Linked DNA regions of Danio rerio: region 2 is linked to region 1. A link is a contact called in public Hi-C data. All regions are on one chromosome and are shown on one strand. The core of a region is the stretch at or near the end of the contact, and the rest is flanking DNA. Distances in the headings are between cores, read along the strand shown. Region 1 holds the start of atp10a (ATPase phospholipid transporting 10A). Region 2 holds the start of ube3a (ubiquitin protein ligase E3A).

What was found. A called contact is a pair of places that touch in the nucleus more often than the background predicts.
Region 2: a Hi-C map of hematopoietic stem cells shows a contact between it and region 1, with 1.8 times the contacts expected there. The contact joins the promoter of ube3a here to the promoter of atp10a in region 1. A contact is called at or near these places in 1 of 18 Hi-C or Micro-C datasets (hematopoietic stem cells) and 1 of 4 datasets of contacts at active chromatin or transcription factors (embryo).

What each region holds. Positions count from the first base shown.
Region 1 is chr6:41,175,836-41,183,380 of GRCz12tu, reverse strand. atp10a (ATPase phospholipid transporting 10A) reads right to left here and starts at 4,218. Exons shown (of 21, transcript XM_690464.8): 1 at 3,519-4,218. The coding sequence starts at 3,946.
Region 2 is chr6:41,318,343-41,325,887 of GRCz12tu, reverse strand. It overlaps ube3a (ubiquitin protein ligase E3A), which reads right to left and starts at 3,348. Exons shown (of 11, transcript NM_001007318.1): 1 at 3,235-3,348; 2 at 2,242-2,325. The coding sequence starts at 2,243.

The DNA.
Region 1 (7,545 bases), core at 2,969-5,468:
TTCTCAGCTGTCTTGAAAGTTATGTGCAATCAAACATCTAATTCATGGATGAGGCAACATGATGAAAGACAGTAGAAATTCTGCAATATCCTCAATCCTTTGTAACTTTACCCACTTTTGGATCATTGTGTAATAATGCAATACAAAATGCAATAATATTTACTAATTACTTTCACACAAATATAAGTGTTCTCTTCTCTCCTATAGCACAAAGTGATTAAATAACATTAGGCAACAACAGCGACAGATGTCTGCAGTTAAGAGAATACTGCCTGGATACCACACACACGAAAAACATCCTGTCATAGCCAGAGTTCTGCCTTCAGGGAAGAGGTAAAAAAAAAAAGGTGAACAAAAAACACTAGAAGTAAATAGAGATGAGTCCTCTACAGTCCATCCAGTGGTTAGTGATTTAAGCATGAGTTTCCATGACAAACTTTGCAATCATAAAGGTCAAATCAAGTTTAGCTGTAATTACATCACCGAGTGAATTCAATCTGCTGTAATTCAGTGTTGCTTTGTTTGCAACAGGAACAGTTTTCAAAACAGAGTCATTTGCTTGAGTAAATTCAATCAAGCTCAGCCTTGAAAGCCACACTGGTACAGCACAAGCTCAGATTGTGGAGTCTGAGAAACACTGTGGCTTTTGACAGAGTTGATACATGGCCTTAAGATGGCTGACAGAGCCGCTTTTCATCAAGAAATACAGTCTCCGGGCTGACTCTCTGACTCCACAAAATAAACAAGTGGAAGCCCTCAAAAGCTAAGATGAGAGACAGACAGATCTCCAAACAAGGCAGATTCTTCACTGACAATGTCCTTCAATTCTGTACAAAGTGAAATTTACTGACAGGTTTTATCTGCTAAAGGACCTGCAGCTCAAGTGAATAGTTTGTTCCAGCAAGTTCACGCTGTAAGAACACTGTGTTCATCAAGGACGAAAAATTGAATTAAAACAGCACTCTCTCTCTGAACATGACTAACTTGATCAAAAACCATACTAATCTACAGGGTTAGATTATCTGACACCCTTCCACAACCAGGGGTAATGTGTTTGCCAAGTAATTTCAGCCACGAGAAAGGAGTTGAACTCCATTTCCTCCAGTTTTAAAAATTTGAAGGGAGATCCTTCCCTAAATTAACTAAACTAACAAATTAATAAGCACTCACAGTTTTGTTCAATTATCATTTAGACATTTGAGTCTGTTTGCTTTTTTGTTTTAAATGAGTTTGCTATTTTAGTACATCAAATTAAACTAAATGATTTTTATACCATTGAAACAGGCTAAAATGCACATTTTAATATATTGAGGTAAAGTTGGTTTAATATATATTTATATTGTATTGTCAGTTAGACTTTCACTTCCAAATATAATTTCATTAAAGTATACTTCGGAAATTCTAAAAAAGAAAATCACATTAGCAGCCAATGATTATTAAAGTACAACATTGTTGACAGTCAATTTTTTTTTTCACCACTGGCTTGCGGGGATTGGGACTTGAAGAGCTGTGCATCAATAGATTTGCTCCTCAGTGTTTGGAATTTCAGCAGTGAAAATTAAACCACACTGGACTGAACTTCAACTCTGAAATTTTTAACAGCACATTTGGATTTTTTTCTGCTGGAGATACTGCTGTCCTAAAAAACTACAAACAAAGAAGCAAATAAAAAAAAAATCGTACACATATCTTGGGAATGGTATAGGAGAAAATTCTGCCGGTTTTAAAACCTTTACTTTTCCAAACCATAGTATACTTTGAAAACGGTTATTGTCCATGCCTAAAAAGCGCTATATAAATAAACATGAATTGAAAAAACTGAATCAATTAAATAGTGCTAATGTTGTTTTGAACTCATATATACGTGTGATTTCAGACCCAATGTTCAAAGTAGCTTGTCACAGGTAAAAATAGAATGAACGTGTAAAACCAACTTCACCACAATTATTAATGGTAATGTTATTCATAGTTTTACATATAACCCTACATACAACGCAGCATTCACAGAAAAGCTGATTAACTACATCACTATGTAATTAATAAAAAGGGCTAAACAGTTATGTTTAATGTAATTCAGAGAGTAAGAGTACTTATGAACAACACTAAAGCCACAAATACATTTCAGCTACTCTGAAGGGACTCAAATTAACCAAGTCTGAATACACAGTTCCTCCATCTTTGCTCAGGTATTTGGATATGACATGAGAGACGCCTCAAAAAGCAACAGGGACCAAACCTTCAATCAAAGGGAGCATAATAATAATAAGAATATTAATATAACCCAATCTGTGAGAGAGGATGTCTCAAATAACCTTTCCAGTGGCAAAACAGACATCTGAAAGACTTTGAATTTAACCTTGAGTAAAAGGTTTGTTTCGCACCAGGCATTCGCACCGATTTCAAGTTATACCGCGGTTTGGTGAAGTGAAGGTTTTAAAACCGCCAACATTTTCTGTTATGCTGTTCCTACAGTATATGGAAGGTTTTTTACGTTTCTTTTTAGCTTTTTAGGACAACAATATCTACAGCAGAAAAGATGTCCAAAAGCCAGTTTTAAATTGCAAAGAAATCAGTGTTGTTGAAACTAATGAAGACACCAGAAGTCAATGATTCATTTGAATTATTTAGCCAGACATGATTACTGCTCCAAAATATACATTTTACCTCAAAATAAAATATATAGTGTTCAAAGGAGAAACAAGTTTGTTTTTTGTTTTTTTTACCCAGACATTTAAAAAGAATACTTTAAAACAGTAATCACAATACCATGAAACCGTGACTTTTTTTATCTAATGTCATCATTATATCGTCAAAATCTGCCCAATACCCATTTTTTGCACTTGTCATTTTGAAACAAATATGAAACCCTTTAATGTTAGGTTCCACAGTATCTTATTTAAATGTCCCACTGAAGAACTTGCCTACATCATGAATAACCTGAGGAGCAATCTTTTGGGTGAAGTTCAGGTCTAAACCACGAATCCATGCTTGTTAGATATTATGAAATATTCATGACTTCTGTGGAAAGTTCCATGTGCTGAGATAAAGCCTAAAGTGAATCGTGCAAACGTCAAATCCGGTAAATGGGGGTTTATAGTACATTTCGGGAAATGTACAACCAGAGGCTATTAATTTGACGACAATTAAATAGATAAACAGCCTATAACATATTGTAATGCTCTGTTTGTCCAGTTAATGTTAGATAAAACTTACTAACAACCTTCTATATGACATCTTAGAGCATGACTACTACCTAAAGATGAAATATATATACAGACCACAAGGTAACTCAGGATTATATTGAGCAGGGGTTAAAACTTTAACATGTGGAAAAACTCAACAGGTGCCTGTACATAATGCTTAAGTCACATCCTGAGACTCAACAGGTATGCAGGCCCACAGCTCCTCAGCAAAAATCATAGCAGCTCAACAGTTGTGTGCATTGTCGGTTATCAAAACTAACTATCACACAGCTTTACTGCTGATTGTACAGAGTAGGTTTTCAAACACGTGCTTACCTGCAGTAAACGAGACAGTCCATATGATTTATTTCTTTATCCGAGCGGTGTCGCCTGTAATCCTCCCATAAATCCTTGATAGCGGTAACGGACAATATAAAAACCACTGGGGCAAGAGCAAGCTCCGGTTGAAAAGCGTTGACCACGGGCACGAAATTCAGCAAGGCTATGAAAACAAAATACACGTTGGCAAACCGGTGGAATTGCTCGAAGAGGTTTTTCGGTAGGAAGGAAAGCAGAGTGTATTTTGTGGTTTTGATCTTATTGTTTGCATAGTGTCTGTTAGGGTTATCCCCTCCTTTGGTATGGTCATACAAAATGTTGGCGTGTACAGTCCTTGTTTTGCTCTCCTTTTTACTTTTCCTTCTTTTGTGCTTTTTCACTTTCCCACTTTTCGTTTCTCCAGACTCTCCAGTCTCTCGCGCCATACTTCGCCCCAAACTTTTGTCTCTTTTCCTTGAACAAATAAAAGATGGTCTCTATGTAATCATGCTGATCCTCCTTGACGATGTAAGGCCGTATGGAAAGTTCCTCACTCTGGTTTATCGTCCTCACCCATCGCGTCAATCCTCTCCCTGTCTCTCGTTAGCACTGAAAAGTTTTACAGCGGCATCTTTTTTCCTCTTAGTAAGTTTGATGAAGATGCGTTAAGGCAGGGCATGTGCAACGCAGCACAAACAAATGGGATAAACCTATCTACAGCGATTGCTATGTTGAGTCCATCCGTATGAGTGCGCTCTCGGCTCATTGCGCAGGCCGTGGTGAAAAAATAAGCCAATCACGGGAGGTTACATGATAACGTCACCTCCGACGCAAACAAAACTCCGCCCTTTAAGTGCCACGCATTACTATCGAAAAAAGTGGTACATATAATACAAATATAATTTTGCTAAGAGATCACCGCAATATTGCTTAGAATGCTTTGAAAAGGTATTGTATATTATATAAATAAGCCTACTTTTAAGTGAAAAATGCACTGATTTAGTCTAAGTTTGCTTAGCCCTTTAACTGCCAACAGCTTTTCTGATTGTATTTCTTAACTCTTAATGTCGATAGTAACACACTCAGTGCATTTTTTTATCAACACATCCCATAATTTCTGAAATATAAAGTTCTACCAAATGGTTGATATGTTGGATACCGGTAAAAGTAGCAGAATTACATACACTTCAAGTCAGAATTTTTAGCCCCCTTTTGATTTTCTTCTTTCTTTTTAAATATTTCCCAAATGATGTTTAACAGAGCAAGGAAATTTTCACAGTATGTCTGATAATATTTTTTCTTCTGGAGAAAGTCTTATTTGGTTTATTTTGGCAAGAATAAAAGCAGTTTTAAATAATAATAATAATAAAAAACATTGTAATGTCAAAATATTAGCCCATTTAATCTAGATATTTTTCCGATAGTGTACAGAACAATCCATCATTATACAATAACTTGCCTAATTACCCTAACCTGCCTAGTTAACCTAATTAACCTAGTTAGGCCTTTAAATGTCACTTTAAGCTGCATAGAAGAAGAGTCTTGAAAAATATCTAGTGAAATATTATTTACTGTCATCATGGCAAAGATAAAATAAATCAGTTATTAGAGATGAGTAATTATAACTGTTTAAAAATGTGTTGAAGAAAAATCTTTTCTTCGTTAAACAGAAATTGGGGAAAAAATAAGCAGGGGTCTAATAATTTAAGGGGGCTAATAATTTAGACTTCGTATATAATAACTGTATATGAAAATCAGAAAATATGAAGTGTAAGATTAATTTATTGAAAAAGAATCCAAATAAAACATCTTTGAATATGAAATCATCTTTATTTTTGAAGCATGCCATAAAATATTTTAGATTCTCATTTTACATGTTTTCTTGTTTGTTTTTTACAGTAAAACCAAAATCAAATGAAGTAGTGCAACAGGATTATGTTTCTTTAATTATTTTTGTAAACCAATATTTTTGCTGTGTGTGTAAACCATCATTTAAAACAGTCACTCTTTAAATGATTTTAACAGTCATCATTTAACAGTCAAAACATAGTCAACCATTTGGTAGAGCAAGCAGTTTTACTCAAACAAACAATTCAATGTTTCTTCAGCCAGACATTTTTGCTGTATCCAATACTGTTTACAAACACTAAAAATGTAGATGTTTTAGTTGACTATACCTTTTAAAATTTTTGATTTGCTTATTTTATCACATACAGTTTTTATGGTGGCTTGAGAAAGCCTGTTATACTTAAACTTGTTCTTCTTCCGCCTTCTTCTTCTTCTCAGACTATTTTAAGAACACATCTCCTTCCTAGACCATTCACACTACAACCAAACCTCCAAACTATTCTGAATTAAGTTATTATATCTTTTCCAACTGATCCAACTTCTGGTTTTCTGAAAACTGTCCCGTGTATATATCTATGGCAACCACCTAGCATAACCTTAGCAACAACTCAGAACACCCTATCAACCACCTAGCAATAATGCCGATCCATACTAGAAACATGCTAACATATTTTATCTATGCCAACTCTTCAAAACTACTTCAATCGTTTAAACTTTAAAACGACTTCAAACTTTCAGACTAGGCTTTCCCACGACACCATAAAGTTTGTCTATGAACTTTACTTTTCTAGTTATATAGTATGATAGTAGCCTAGCATGTCTGTTTTCAGATGCAGCCCTAGTTATTAGCCATCATCTATAAACCAGATTCCAATTGGACATGCACAAAAATCAGATTTGAACTGACAGTCTGACCAAGGTTTTAGTATATACTTTTTTAGGTTTTAGAGTCTCAGCAGAGCTGTCAAACGTCTGCAAGGATTGGCACATATAAGTGTTGTTGAATATGAAACAACAACAGAATGCAAAGTCTAAGCAAACTTGCTATGTACAAACTATGACAGCAACAGAGAGAAAGTTTTGAATGGTATTTCATTCAAGCTAAAAAAAAAGTTCTGCATATTGTTAGGAAACAACCTTCTGTAAATGTCAGAACATTAATAAGGAACATTTTTATATTGATATATGTTTTGCTAGTTGGCAGGACTGTTGACATGGACAAATGTATTGAAAATATTGTTTATTGTTCATAAAACAAACTTGCTTTCTAACACTTACACTTCACACTGCAAAAAGTGAACAGCTTCACCAGGTTGGTTGGTACACCTAAAATTATTCATTATTTAGGCTTTTTTTAATTAAAATGTAAACAAGTTGACAAAATTAATTAATTATTTTAGGTGTTAACAATTTTTCAAAAAAGTGTTATTTTTCAGTCAACACTAAAAATAGCATGAACACCTATTTATGTTTTCTCAACTTTATTACTCAAAACTGTAATAAATTGGGATTTTTAAAATTGAAGCTAAAATGTTGTAATTTTTGTTGAATTCATTTGTTCAATTTTTATTTTATCTACAAATTCCTCTCTAATTTAAGCATCTAATGCTACCAATTTCTATTATATTTTATCTCTTAAATTAAAAGTTAATTTAAATGTTATTAAACTTTACCTAAACTTTAAATTTAATTAATCTTTCTGTTTTATTTTTCATCACACAACAAAATTGCTTTGATCTTCTAATTTTCTATATTCTTTTTACATTTTTCTCTATTTCACAGCACAATTGTCAAAAGTCATCTGCCGAATGATTACATTTCATTTCATTCATTTTTCTTTGGCTTAGTCCCTTAATCAGGGGTCACCACAGCAGAATGACCCACCAATTTATCTAGCATATGTTTTAGGTAATCCAATTCACCTATATCACATGTATTTGGACTGAGGGGAGACTGGAGCACCCGGAGGATATCCACACTAACACTGGGAGAACATGCAAACTCCACATAGAAATCCCAACTGACCCAGCCGGGACTCAAACAGCAACCTTCTTGCTGTGAGGCGACAGTGCTAACCACTAAGCCACCCTTGTCGCCCATCAAATGATTAAATGGAAATGGAAATATACAAAGCAATTGATTTCTTTACAAACTAATGGGACCACACATAGATTTTGTTGAAGTGTCTTCTGTTCAT
Region 2 (7,545 bases), core at 2,099-4,598, 140 kb before region 1:
AAAAATACTTTTTAACCAATAATTATTATAATTGCCCTCAAACACACCCCAAATTTGGGTGATGTCTTTCTCCTGCTTATTAAATGGGATTTTTAGCTGAAACCACATTCCCTGGTCAGAAGAAGAACAGGAAGAACTATGGCAGCATCCAAAAGTTTAGGTAGCAGACTGGATATTACAATGCCTTATGAGACAGTGAATCTGGAGGTGGTGTTTCTGCATAAAAGCACCTTGTGAAACTGATTTCAGATAGACTTCTGAGACAGCATTACAATTTAACTAATAGATAGAGCTTTGGTGAATACAATACTAACTTGTTAGAAATGCCATCAAAAGTAGAAACTGTTAGTCGAAAACATACATTTATACTAGAAAAATCTGATAATGCGATATTTAATTTTTCTGCAATGAATATCGGGATATACAGTTTCACAAGATAGTTTGAATAGCTCTTTTTAATGATTTTCTGGGGAGTCTAACAGTATTCAGGTACAGAAATTAAGCAATCTTGAAAAAAAAATAAAATGCTTTTCTTACTTTGTCTCGTTTCTAGTTCAAATATCAAACAATTTTTAGATCAAGTAGAAATAAAGTTTTATTTTCATTTGAACTAGAAACAAGACAAAAATACTAAGAAAGAATTTTTGTTAGTTTTTGCATATATCATATAAATTCCTTATAAATACAGTGACTAAATACAATTCTGTAGTTCCTGCTCAACTATAATTCAGACTTAACATTGCGTATCTTGTGATGTGACTTGTGAATGCACACATTGTGCTAAAACGATATATTGCGCAGCCCTAACTTATACACAAACTGACAGAAAAGTGGAGCTTTAAGATGCCATCTTTATTTTTTAGCTCTCAGAAATGTAAAGCACAGGATTGTGAGATATCGAAGGCAGTGAAGGACGCATACACTGCCCTCAAAATTCAATCAGAAGTAGGTACCTCCTGAGACAGTAGGCGAAGCAAAATTTAGATTTGGACGTGCCCTGATATTTTCCCACCTTAGAATGCTGTCGGATGCAGCTTAAATTAATACCTGTGGCTGGCAATTGATTATTTAAGATGATCAGTCTGTGCAAGAATCTGAGCATTACTTGTGGTCCTGGCAGTGTTAACATTCTTAAGCTCTTTGTTGCATAATGACATGTTTGGGTCAAACTGACACTATTTGTTTACAATGGAAGAGGCATGTGTTGTATTGCTCACAAGAATGGTACATGTAATTATCTTTGATGCTGCAGCCTATATTAAAAAAATTATGATTTCCTTCACGTCCATGATCTTAATAAGGAAGACTGACATTTTACACTGACTGACTGCCAATGTTTAATATGAAAATTATTTTTTGTCAGGACATTTGTGCCCCAGACTGTGCGCCGAATAGGCATGAGATGATAACAGTTTTCAACGTATAGTGTGCTTTGGAAAAGTCAAGGTTTGAAAATCGCCCAAACCTTCTGCTATAACGTTCCTAAGGTATGTGAGAGGTTTTTTTTAACGGTTTTTTAGGACAACAGTATCTCCAGCAGAAAAGATATCCAATGCATTATAAATTATAAAGAAATATGATTTTGAAACTAATGAAGACAGCAGAAGTCTATGGTATATTTGAATGATTTACCCTCACATGTTTACTGCTCCAAAATACTTTAAATGTTTCTCTAAATAAAATGTATTGTGTTCAAAGATGAAAAAAGTTTTTTGTTTTTTACCCAGACATTTAAAAAGAATATTTCTTAGGGTGCTTTCACACCTGCCTTATTTAGTTCGATTGAATCGCACTAGAGTTCGTTTCCCCTTTTGGTACGGTTCGTTTGGGCACCACCCTTAGAGCAGTGATCACGATTTCGTCAAACCGTGATGTTTTTATCCAAGGTTACCATACCGTCAGAATCTTAAAACAGCACATGCCTAGCGCCAAATATGTTCAGGAGTTTGTGCAGAGGTGGTGTATAATTTAATAATGTTCAGTTATCTGCGCTATGCAATAATTTAGCAAAAGATGACATCAATGTATGATAAAGAGCCAATTCTTCGAATCACCAAACACCCCAGTTTCAGCTAAAAATAATCTTAAGAGCTAAAAAAAAAAAAAAACTAAAGTTCTACAAAAGAAAGTCACCCACATTCTGAATATCTAGAGGGCAAGTTAATTAACAGTAAACTTCAATTTTGGGTGAACTAGCCCTTTAGGGAAAAGTATAAGTCAGGTAAAAACAAAGACACTTACATTAGACTTGCTTTAAAGTTTCCAATATCACACTCTTCTACGGCTCTGAACTCAAAGAGACCCAAAGGTTGTCAGGTAGCAATCCTGCAGATGAACAGAAAACATCAATAATTTCACTTTTGCAGCACTGGGAATTATACTAGTGAAAGGGACATTTAAAGAAACTACCACATTATTAACTGCAATTAGTAAGAAAAACATTGGTAAGCACAAACCTAAAGTGAACCACAGGGCAGAAATATCACCATGGACAGCGTCTAAAAACCTAGCAAGCTGACTCCCTAGACAGTATTTGATGTCTAAAAATGTTGCCTGGGTAGTCAGCTCACTGTTTTTTGACATAGTACGTGTGTCTGCAAAAAAAAGGGCAGCGACGTAAACATATACAGACGGCAGCCGCAGAACTAAAAACAAACTGTGTGCTTTCGCAACTGAAGCATCCTGTGTGCCGGTAAACAGTGGTTTACCCGGAGCAGAAGCCGGAGAGGCCGCGGACGGGAAGGCAGGGGGTATGACAGTGCACAAACAACTTCTGCTTTGCACACACACACACACACACAGTCAATGCACTACAGATATCATCCAAACAAACGAACACACCCATAATAGTCATTAATAAAGTCCGCTGAAGATGATGATGATCGGTGCATTTAAAGCAGAGCGGGAACTGCAAATCTTATAACCTTGCAGTAACTGTCATGGGGAGCAATGGCAGGAAAGAGCTGAGTAACTAGTTAGCCTAGCTGCAGCTAACCACAGTTTAACATTTCAGAGACGCATGCTAAATTTACTTAACGCTTATTGCCGCGTATTATAATCGATCACGTATTTAGGATATCGGGATTAACGGTATTTCCCTTGTTTACCAGAAAGCTCCGTCCCTCCCTCCCCGGAGCGGGTTAGCAGCGCGGCTAACTGGCCTAATAGCGCTTCTCGCGGTGCTCCAGGCGCGGTCGGGACAGAAGAAGCGCGATTAAGGTTTTGACAGCTTACTTTTGGAGGTGTTCTGATGCTGACGAATGAATCTGGTCTCTCAACATCACAATCGCTTCTAGTGCGGCGTGTATTCAACTCCAACCCCTCCACAAAATATTCGCGGCCATCTTGATCAACTGAGGCAAACACGGAGAGCGATCCCACAATGCACTGAGGCACGAGGACGACCATCAGTATAAAAACACGGCACAGCGCTCTGGCAGTCAGTCAAGATCCGAACATGTGTGTTGAAATACTTGTTAACACGTTCACTACCATATGCATGAGCCAGATAATAAGTTGTAAATTTTGGTAAAAAAGTAGGATTTTTTTATTTACACATAGATCTCAAACTAGAAACTAGTTATGTTTTTTTTCATCAGCAGAGGGCAGAACCTGAAAGCAAAAATTCAAGAAACCTGATTTGTTTTATCTAAGGTTCATTCCAGTGCTTTTGGGACCAATAGTAGATGTTGAATAATCTCAGTGGTTCAAATTTTTTGAGTCAGTTGACCTGAGAAATTAAGCGATTGATTCTGTACGGTGGGAGTTAAAACACCAGTAGGTGGCGACTGTAAAAAAAAAAAAAACGATAGCTAGGCCATAACTGTAACATTTTATTATTTATTTTATAAGCATAGAGTGCTGCGGGAGGTATGATGTCAAAACACAGAAGACAGTGTTTTTTCATTTGTCCTTGTCAGATTGTCCTACCTCCCATTCAAAAGTAGGTAGCAAATTTTGATGACACAATATGCTACCCATCAGATTTTGCTACCAGCGTAAATTTTAATGGTAGTGGGAGTAGTAAAGCTGTAATATCACCATAACCCACCTAATCCCTTTCCCCAAAGACACATCTATTCAAGTACAGTGTTGGGAGCATAATCTAATGGGATAAAATGTCAGGACAACGTGTACCTTGAAATTTTCTTAATCTGAGGAAAATGTAAGGCTTTGCACTCTTTTGATATGTTTGCTTTACAATGTGCTAAATTTATCAAATTATTGAAAACTATTTCTGCAGCAGGAATGGTTATTTAATAATTCAACTTACTTTAGAAACAATTCTGGTCAAAATTCATGCAGAAACACTGCAGTGCGCTCTTAAAATTAATGTTTTTTGTTTCTATATTCTTTATTGCAGCAATGCCATATTTATACCTTGCAACAACCTGTCCAGTTCTTAAATAAAGCACTTATTTCTTAGTGTGAAGAATATTCTAATGTTCTAAAGAAGCTTTTTCCGGCGGATTTAGCCATGGGCAATATGGACCCCCAACCCCTTATACTATGAATTTTTAAAAAACTATTTTTAAATATGTTTTAAATATCACCTATGATGAAAAGTAAGCTATTTGGAAAGAACCAGGGCTTAATTTGTGCCGGAACACACCAGATCCGGATCCGGACTTGGCACCTCTGAAATCTGATCCGGCACCTCATTTTACTGATTCCCCTCCTTAACCGCCCTCCTGCCCTGTCCGCTGTTCACTTTCTTCCCAACTCTCCAACTCTCTTCACTTAAGTCTGTGACACCCCTCCACCATCCAACACCCTGCCATCTATCCACTTGCGTGCGCGACGCCTCTACAGCTCCGTTGCCCCGATCTGTTCCAGGACCTCACAATTCACAAATTAAGCACTGGACAGAACAATTTTTATGTATAGTGTGTCCACTGTCCTATTCGAGTGGTACAAATCCAACAAGTCTCTTTTTAACATTTTTCTGACGTTAAAATAGGACCCAAACTCCAGTGCTTTTGAGACCTGCCGCAACGTGATGTAGGAATGCGGTTTTTCCCGCCCACCAGATTGATAGCCATGTTTGTATAATAACATGTATACACATGTCCCCGTAACTTTTTTTTTGCAAATAAACTGTGATTAAAGTATTTGTTACAACTCTCTTTTATTGAGTTTTAAAAGTCTTAAACGTTTTTAAAACAGCATCTTTGTAATAATGACAATAAAATCGCTATCTAATTCTTAACCGCTATAATCACCACGGCCGCATCGTGTCAGTAAACACTAAAATCTGTTTATGTATCTGTGTACTGCAAATGGCATTTATGTGCAACTCATCGATTCACAAAGGCTTGAATAAACTCCAACACAAATACATCAAATAAACTTTGAAAATATTTTTGACTAGTGACTTTATTTCAGCTTTTTCCGAGTCTGTCTCTGTCACTGTGCTGTTCATCTGGCATAACGCATGATGTGAAAGCAGACACGCACGTGGGAACGCTGGGCAGGGAGAAGCAGATCATTTGTATTAAAAGCTACAGGCTACAAAAACAGCTACTATGTATTTAGACACCAAAACAGGAAGATTCTGGAGGCTCTAATAAATTATCTGATGGGTATTTTGAGCTGAAACTTTACAGACACATTGTGGAGACACCAAAGGCTTGTCTAACATTTTGTAAAAGGGGTAAAATAGGTGCTCTTTAAATGTATATTACGAAGTATAAAGCAAGGAATGATCTTGTTTTTAGCCTCTAATTGCATTTATATAATGAAGACTGTAAAGTTTAATTTTACTTTTGATCATTCATTATCTATGCCAGAATACCAATAAGACTTCCAAGAAAAAAGCATGGTAGTTTATCATTTTAATTAGATTTATTATATTTTGCAGATGCACTCATCTACAAAATCATCACAAACATTCTAAAATAATGACTTCTTCACAAATAGCAGTATATCAGATCGCAGAAAAACAAAATATTGCAGTGCCATTTTTTCTTTTAAATCATGCAGCCCTTAAAAAGAAACTCTCGTGGACTATAACAGATCTATGAATCTAAAGGTTCTTAGAACCATCAGTCTTTAATATTAGTATCGACACATTTGGTTTATAAACATTCTGTTCGAGTGCCCACTGCAGTTACAATATGTCATCTGCTGCTTTAAATGGATTCTGATTGGCTGCCCACAGTGCCCAGAATGTATGAGAACCATCAATACTGCTCTCCATGGAAAGCAGTGATGCAGCCTGAATAATGAAAGCACAAACTAAATAGCTTTGTTTTTATAGGTTTCCAAGACAATGGAACGTGCTCCTGTATTGATGAGCCATCACGTCACCAAACTCTATTCACATTTCACTAGTGTTTTACAGCTGCAACTGCAACTGTGAAAGACTTGATTACCATTTATTGATCTGATCTTTTGTTCTTTATCTAACAGTTTAAAACGGCTTCATCAATTTGCTCAGATATGCGTAAAAAGTTCTTTAAGAAAAATCATGAAGCATATGCCAAAAGCAATCACTGAATGTAAGGTTTGTGTGTGAAAATCACAAGATGGCACTATGGAGAATATTTCAGTGTGAGCAATGCTGAAGTTGTTAGATCATGGAACATCTAACTCTTATCCAAAGCCATTCATCAATGTAAAAAGCATGAACATCTCGCTTTAGATTACACATGCGTCCTGCTGTGTATTTTGCTTATCTCATAGACCTGCGAAAAAAAAGCACATTTATTTATTTTTGTCTGAAAGAGACAAGAGACATCCTGTAAATTGGCTCTTGTAGACTTGAATAATGGAAAAGGTGACTGTTTATGATGATGCAGCTGTGGAGAATGAGGATCTCATGAATATAGACAGCTGTTTAGCCTGCAGTCAACACGCTTTGAGATCCCACCCCACTCGTACAAATCTGCAGAAGCATTATGAGATGGAAAGACTGAAGTAATCGAACGAGTGCATCTGGTGTGCGGCATTTCTAGGGAGAAAATATTTTTAACACAGACTCTGTGCATGTCCATGAAACCAGCAATCCCATGAAACGTTTGTGTTAAAGATTTCAAAACATATTTGTCTACAATTATTTTAATTTTTTTACATTTATTATAATACTTAATTAAATTGAATAAACCTAAAATATACACGCTACATATTAAATACATAAAATACAAGCAGTGCAGTTGAAAATATAAAATCTTAAGATTTTATAAAAAAAAAAACTTCTTCATGATCAACAAGAGTACATTTTTTCTAATTAAATATACCATAAATGTCATTTATTTCTTTTAAGCATATGTTTGTGTACAGTTTGTATGTTTAATATTATTGTGAAAACCTGAAACCATTCAGAATCTTACTAATATTGCTGTATACACTCACCAGCTACTTTATTAGCTACACCTGTACATCTGCTCATTAACGCAAATTTCTAAATAGCCAATCACATGGCAGCAACTCAACGCATTTAGGCATGCAGACATGGTCAAGACAGTCTACTGCAGTTCAAATAGAGCATCAGAATGGTGAAGAAAAGTAATTTAAGTGACTGCTTGGTTGTTGGTGCCTGACGGG